Linked DNA regions of Zea mays: region 1 is linked to region 2. A link is a contact called in public Hi-C data. All regions are on one chromosome and are shown on one strand. Each heading gives the region's core, a stretch centred on a gene start, on an enhancer-like site or on the middle of the called end of the contact. The rest is flanking DNA. Distances are from core to core; before and after follow the strand shown.

Region 1 (4,126 bases), core at 84-2,583, 540 kb after region 2:
GAACATGTTACATGATAAAATAATGTTACTATGTTGTAGGTAATACTAACACGAGACCAATGCAACTTGAACGCGTCAATTTGGAGTTCAAACGGATGAGATATGAATTATCTAAATTTCTATACATTTTATATTTAATTTTCATACCTTAAATAGTTTCGAGGGGATAAACAATATTACTATGGATTTAATGCAACTGGAATGGATCATTTTGGAGTTAAAATGGATTAAATATAAATTAAACAGGTTTCAGGATTTATTTTTATACTAAAATCATTTTCTTTATTAATTTACCTATTTTATTTACCATCTGGGCTGCGGCCACAATTCTAGAGAAGTCCAGGGTCTAATGTGATAAAACCAAGACCCAAATACGCTGCTCTTTTAATACCCGGGGATGGCGGTTTTATTTGAAAGAAATCTAGGGTGTCTTTTCGGAAAACGGCGCAGTGGCAACCACAGCCCGTCCTAGGCCATTCGATCGTATGCCTACGGATAAGATTAGATCCTAGTCTTCCCAAACCGGTATACTTCCACCACCACAGGATTCCCCATCAACGGCCAAGGAAGCGCCACGCCGCAACATCCCTAGAGCCCTCGGATTCGATCACGACGACACTGGCTTAATTAGGCCAAAGGGATACGAGCATCGAATCGCCACTATCCATTGCCAGATCAACGCCACCCCTCGCCTTCCACCTTAGCTCCCGTCGCAGTGGCCCGCGCAATCCTCTTGGCGGCGCACCCTCTGGCGCCAGGGGACCCAGTCCCCCGATGACCCCGATTCTACGCTTACCCGAGCTACGCATAGCAAAGATGAAGCCAAACTACAAAGAGGGTTGTTTACCGTCGATGATGTAGCAGGCACTCCCATCCATGACGCAAATCGGATCCACGGCATCCCACGTCCCCGGCGAGAAATTCCCGTGCTCCCAGCCACCAATCTCACCATATGAGGTCACCGACGTGTTCGATGGACTCTGGAGGCTTTCCTCGATTGTCTGCCAAGCCCCGAGCGGTGCACCCAGCAGGATGCACACGTGGCGGACCATCTTTCCCTCTACTCCATTCTTCAACGCTCCAGATGGTGACCCGCCCCTCCAGCTTCCTCACGCCGCAGCCCATAGATGATGGTTGCAGGGCGCTGATTTGTTACGGCCAACACGGTGGGTTTGTTACGGCCAGCGGAGAGGATCTCGGCGGGGGAGCTCGATTCTTTTAGGCACGAGGAGATGAATAGTGGAAAAAGGGCCCACGCGGCAGAAGCACAAGGCGAGAGGGCAGCAGGTCCCGCATGTCGGTGATAGTGGGCACTCAGTGACTCACTGGCAGGACGGCCCCACCTATCGGCGTTGTATATCTGCTCGAGCTGGGATGGCATAGGCGGCATGATGTGGATGAAGTGGTCCGGATGAAGATTGGGCCCAGAGCGGCGTTCCCTTTGCTTTTCTTTCTTGTTTTTTTTCTTTTTTCTATTTTTGTTTTCAGATTTCTATTAAAGTTTAAACTATAATCCGACTCAAACAAAATTCAAACTTGTTTCTATTTTAAGTTTAAGTTTAGTGCACCAACACAGAAACTCCAACATGTATGTAATGCGAAGTCACCCTATTTTATTTTTTTGTTACTTCATCATTTCCATTATATGCTTCTAGGTATAATGACAAACACATAAAGCAATATTTAGTTTAGGAAAATATTTTCTAATGTATAACTATACCAAGATATGTTTATAGCTTAAATCTTTTAGAGAATACTTTTAATTCAATAGTGGGACAACTAATTTCATATGGGTACCTTTAAATTAACTCTTTATTGGGAAGGATGTTTATTTTAGGAGATATAACTTCAAGGCAGGCAGAAAAAAAGAGTACTTCGTTACAAAATATTTAGAGAGTTTCCCATATTCCAAAAATAGGATTTTTAAGGCATTACACTCCCTTAGTTTATAAGGATGAACAGTTGCGCGAGGGAGACGAGGGCTGCGGCGCTGGGCGCCGTGGCTGACCTAGGCTGGTGCGAGCATGAGAGACAAACTACTGTCTCCATTAGGGAAGCCAGAATAATCTGATTCTGCTCCCTCTAACTAATGGTCCATACAAGTATTTATAAAAGACTATGAAAACCCTAATCCTGAAGATAACTATGGGCCTAGGGCCCGGTACCCGTCGGCGCCCCTAGCCCTTGATGGGCCCACGCCTAACATAAGGGATGTTGGTCATAACATCTCTCCCCGCCTGCTGAAACAACTCGTCCTTGAGCTGAAACTCGGGGTATGTCGATCGGAAATCCTCCAAGAGCTCCAATGTTGCATCTTCATCCCCAAGTCTGTGCCACTTGATAAGGACCTGGCAGACATTGCATCATTTGCGTGCGTGGAGAGCTCGTTCGGGCGTCGGAAGTACGCGCCTGTCCTGGACCAGTGGCAATGCACCCGGCACCGCTGGGGGATCACCACGGTGGGGCTTCAGCAAGCCCACATGGAAGATGTCGTGAAGGCGTGAGTCGGACGGTAGCTGCAGATGAAATGCACACGGGGTCCCTGTCACTGACGATGGAAGTGGGGAACTCGTGCAACCGAACAATGCCAGCAAAGAAAGCCTAGGCGACCGACGATGCCGTGTATGGGTGGTCGAGCGAGATGAAATGCACATACATGGAGAAGCGATCGACCATCGTGAGGATAAAAGACTTGCCCCCGACTTTAGGCAGCCCTTCGATGAAGTCCATGGAGATGTCGGCCCACACCTGGGACGACACCTCGAGGGGTTGTAGCAGCCCAGCGAGCGGTAAAGTCATGGTCTTGTTGCGCTGGCACGTGACGCAAGACCGGACCCAGTCCGCGACCAGGGACCGATCTCCCGGAATGTAGAAGTCGGCGCAGAGTCGATGCGGTGTCTTCTAAATGCCCTCATGCCCGGCCGAGTGAGCTAGCTAGAGCGCTTGGTGGCGCAAGTCCCTGGAGTCTGGCACGTAGATGCACCGGCCGTGTAGTAGAAGTTCTGCGTCCTCGTGCCATGGCACGCCCAGGTCACCGGTGCGGAGGCGACCCAGCAGCTGCTGAGCGTCGGTTGCAGCTGTCGTGGCCCTACACACGTCCTCTAGGAAGGCAAATGATGTCCCAGATATGGCCAATACTGCGCTTGTGGCCCGCGATGCATCGTCGTCCGCGTAATAGCGGCGGGATAGAGAATCCACCGCGACATTGAGGCGCTCTGATCTGTACTCCACCTCGAAGTCGTAGCCGAAGAGATTGTTGATCCACTGGTGCTGAGGAACAGTCGACAAACGCTGGTCCAGCAAAAACTTTAGACTATAGTGATCGGTACGCACCAATAAGGCACCCCCACAGATACGGGCGCTAGTGATCGGTATAAGAGAAATCATGTATCTAGATGATTTGTTGTCTATATGATTAGATGGTGTTGTTCACCTTCAATTTTGTCCAATTTTGCACCACTCTAGTCACCAACCATACATGGAAAAGTTTTAGTGAAGTCAACGAAGCAAACATTTTAATATGTCATTCTATCAATAAATGTGTAGTTTTGCTTCCGATATGACCTCCATAAAACCATAGACAAGGGTAAAAGAGAGAATTGATGGTTGGGATGAGTGGTGGTGCAGAATGATATCTACATTCATTAATTATAGGTACCAGCACCTCATTCTTTTTTAAAAAACATGTGCGATCTTGGAACTTTTTAATGTGAGGAAGATGGGTAGATAAGGTTGTTGTGGCATGGCAGGGCACCCAAGCAAAAGCATAGATGTGAATGGGATGAATCTGGGTTAGCTCTCTCCCCCTATTAATTAGAGTTGGAGGGATACACTGCTGCTATAGTTTGGTCTGGGATGTCGTCTCATTAAAAAACATTTGCTTGGATTGGATGTCCTTTCCTTTCCTTTCTCATTAGAGAACTTACACTGAGCACAAGTTCGCCTGATGCGCAATGTCTGTGGCAAGCAAAAGCAAATACTATCATATTAATGTGCTCCTACTAACCTATTTTCTAATTGATTATGTATGTTGGCTTCTTGCTGGGAATGAATACATCTTCAATTTCTATCAATTGTGACTCGGATGTATGCTAGTCTTAGTACGACTGTTAAGTTGTGACATGAA
Region 2 (3,992 bases), core at 611-3,110:
ACAAGATGGTTGGCCGCGCGGGAGAACGGGCTGGCGGACAGTCTCTCTCTCTCCCACGCGGACGCTTGTAACCCCCCTACTGCAAGCGCACCCGACCTGGGCGCAGGGCAACACGGAGGCCGCGGGATTCCCCTTTGCCTGTCTCTTCCCCCCTTCGTGCTCCGTCTCGCGCCGACCCATCTGGGCTGGGACACGCGGCGACAATTTACTCGTCGGTCCAGGGACCCCCCGGGGTCGAAACGCCGACAGTTTGCTTAAGTGGTTTCACTTAAGTGTTTTTGATATACCCTATACCTTTGTTTAATTGGGATACTTGGGATACACACTTATTAGTAAGACAGGTGTTGCTAATAAAATATTGACCAACTAAAATGCTTACTGCTCAACCTTAGCCTTACCTTGTTAAACTTGCATTAGTTTTTCCCCCACTTGCTGAGCCCCGAACATAAGTGAGCTCACCCTTGCTAATATTTTGATCAGTGGGTGATGAAGAAGACATTGATGGAGATTTCGATGAATACTGAGTCTAACGATGTGCCGGTCATCTTCCTGTGGGAGATTACCCATGTTATTTCCGCTTTACTTTGATGATACATTTTAAGATACTATTATCTGGATGTTGTAATAAAGACTATTCTACTCTCTTTACGCCTTTATTGCATTGTCTTTTGATATATTACACTTATGACGTCAAAATATGTGTGGAAAATAGATCTTAGCAGATATATGTTATGCATTCGATTTTGCCCTCAGAACCGGGTGTGACACACGTCAGCGAGAGCAAGTGTGCAGTGTCGTGAGATTGAAAGGTGGGCCCCGAAGCTAATTGACCGGACCCAGGTGGACGCGCGCGGGGAGCAAAAATGCTGAGGCCGGTCCGTGCTGGCGTGATTATTGGGCCCAAATTGGTTCTGCGGCCCATTCGAGTTGAGAATCCTTTTTTTATTGTTTTTCTTATTTCTTTCCTCCCTTTTCTAGTTCCAAATCTTAGATTGCACATTTGAATTCAAATTGGTTGTGATATTCCTACTTGGGTCAAATACACTAATTCCACTACTAGTATAAATAGTTAATATATATATATGCATTTCCTTTATTTTGTATAGTATTTCTCTTTCTCATTCTCTAAATTCTAAGGTGCAAATTGGGTTAGAACTCTTTCTCTTCTCTAATGTATTTTTATTACCATTTCCCTTAAATGCACAATCACACAAACTCCAGCATGATGAAATATGATTATGCATATGCTCTACTAAAGGAGGCAAACCATATAAGTAAATCAACTCTATTTTCATTATTTACACTTTTGGGTATTACAGATACCATGTCGTTTCGGCCTCTATATGCGCTGCTCGTCTTCATCCACTTATGTTTTTAATAAATTTAGTTTATTTACTTACAAACCGTTAACATTTTTTATAAATCTAGACAATTTTTTTAAAAAAATGGTTGGTGACATTTTTTGGACGAAAGGACCACACAAAAGTCTGGTTTATCTACGTGTAGTTGCTCTGATTTGTGACACTAATTGGTAGCCGCTATAAATTTGTGCTATAATCTGGTTAATGTTCGCAAATATTTTATTGCAAACTTAGAATTTTTGCGACCAGAGTTTTATAATGAAAGGCCCCAAGTTATTACGCACACTAGAAATTAGTAACAAAGACTTCTTTTCTCCAACAACATAGGCACAGCAACTTAATTCTATTCTAAACTTCAAACACCTGTTGCAATTCCAATTGACGTACGAACTCTCAATACAAACTTTGTTACCAATGTGTCATCAAGATTTTGAATTTCAGTAGACTGACTGAGCTCGTCAGATAGCTGAAAGCTTTTCTTTTTGTCCTGAAACTTACCATGATTATTTTGTTTCCACGAGCATTCTAGCTAGGGTTCAGACGAATTTCTAGGAGGAGGTCGCGCGACACCGTCCATCCACGGCGAAAGCAGGCTCGCCCCACAACAGCTTTGTTCCATTGCATCCTCCCCAACTCATGTTGTGCTGTGCCTGGTGGTCAGGAAAGAGGCTCCTCCCTTTCCCTCTCCACCTCGCCGTGCTTCTCCAGTCCACCTCCCCCCTCGTCGTTGCTTCTTCCCTCCCCTTCCCTCGTCGTCGCGCTATCCCGCCGGTGCGCGGGCGTGGGGCCAAGCGCCGCCGAAAGGTAGCAGCAGAGGAGAAGACGGACACGGACGCAATAGCGTCCACCCCCGTAGGCACCCCCCGCCCAAAGACTGGTGGCAGGCCTCCTACAGGCAGATGCTAGGTGCGTTTTTCTCCTCCATTTGCCTCTGCCTGTCAGTGGTGATGGTTGTGCGTTTGGATTAGTCATGATTAGTGTGGTGGTAATGCTCAAGTTGGGGCACTGTCACTGGCCGGATTGAGTGTCATTTTTTGGTTTTATGTCACAATAGCTAACATTACAGTTTTAGGTGTGATTGACCACTAGGTCTTTATCTCTGCTCTGAGTACTAAGCTGGCAGGATCGAAAAGTTCAATTTTTCATTTGGTGGTCTGAAACTAAAGCTCCTTCACCTTCAGCCCTGTGTTTTCACTATGGGAATGGTCTTCCTTAGTCCATATGAATATTACCTGTGGCCTACGGATATGAACATGATAATTATTTTATAGCTTTGTGATTGATATTGCCATGCTATTCAGCCTCCTAGCAGCACCGGTACCAACCTTTCTATTTTCACAGTACATTGGCTTCGTTTCTTTTTGTTGCAAATAATTTCTTAGAAAAGTTTGACTCTCTAAAACCTAGGTTGTTGAGTAGATACATAACATCACATAAGTTGTACGGAAAGGGTAGTAGTGATGCTCTTTATGAGAATCTTTGAGGAAGAGAGATGACCCCCTAACACATCAAATCCAAACTTATTTTTGAACTATTATTTATAAGATAATCTCATTTGTCCCAGTTTTACCGAGCAAAACTTCAAACAAGTACTTAAAAGGGACTTTCCTGTTTATAGATGCCATTTTGATAACTGATGCTGTCTCAATATTACTGTGTCCTTCTGGTGCTTCACCATTAGTTTTATTTCCAACCATATGATTGACATTGAAAGGACACCAGCCGGCTTAGCCTTTCGGTGACTCTAAACACCACGACACATTCAGGTGAGCAGGTGACACTTCCACATTATAATACATTTGTAGACTGAACTGTTCTCCTACTACATACAACTGCATGTTTAAATAATCATATTACTTTTATGTGTACAGATCCACATATAATGTTTCTTCTATGTGTCTAAAGCAACGTTCTAAAACTCGCGCAGGGCGCGAATAAGTTACTAGTTTTATATTTAATTGTCGATTTGAGATGTTTGTAAGACAAGCTTGTGTACTTGTATTCTAAGTTAACAATTTACATTTGAGATATATAAAAAAAAATTGAATTATCGGACCACCCTAGCATCAAATCCCACATATATAAGCACCACTGACCTGATGCCTCCATTCCTTGCATGGTTTGCCCCAGAGGCCAGAGCCATGTGACCCACCACCAAAGAATGTCCTGACAAGGTGCTTCTCGCTGACCATCGAAACACAGAGCTTCATGTCTGCCCAGTACTTGCAACACACGTTCTAGCCAGTAAGATTGTAATTCTTTTGGTAGCTTGCAGTCTTGCACACTCGTAGGAAGCTAGGAACGTAGGATTGTGGTGGCCCCTGGGTAGCGGCGTAGCGCATTGCGCATTGTTGTGAGAAACTAGGAGTGCACATCAATAGCCGGCGGTAGGAATGTAAATTTTTTTAATTCACAAGTAACTAGTAGATTGTAATGAAGTTTTCTTCATTGTGAATGAAGATGGTATAATGGAGACTTTTAAGGCTGTTAGAAAGATAAGCCCAGCATCGAAAGAAATAGAATAGTTGTCTTATTTGAACTATGTTGTAAGTATTAGATTTTCTGGAGGCAAATTTTATACCTATTTGTGGATTTGAAGATGTTTGTAACACAAGCTTTTGTGCTTGTACT

The links. Hi-C and Micro-C count contacts between places; a contact is called where the count stands out from the background.
Region 1: a contact with region 2 is called in a Hi-C map of ear, with 2.1 times the contacts expected there. The contact joins the enhancer-like site here to the promoter of LOC100285807 in region 2. A contact is called at or near these places in 2 of 25 Hi-C or Micro-C datasets (ear and tassel).

The regions. Positions count from the first base shown.
Region 1 is chr2:120,617,513-120,621,638 of Zm-B73-REFERENCE-NAM-5.0, forward strand. No RefSeq gene overlaps it. Among protein-coding and RNA genes, the nearest start is that of LOC103646909, 61 kb to the right of the region's middle. Within about 2 kb of position 1,334, at least 17 of the 20 cell types and tissues checked have an H3K27ac peak or open chromatin away from gene starts, as enhancers often do. A contact at or near this core is called in ear and tassel, where this site is marked.
Region 2 is chr2:120,077,768-120,081,759 of Zm-B73-REFERENCE-NAM-5.0, forward strand. LOC100285807 (beta-expansin 1a) reads left to right here and starts at 1,861. Exons shown (of 6, transcript NM_001413991.1): 1 at 1,861-2,267; 2 at 3,043-3,127.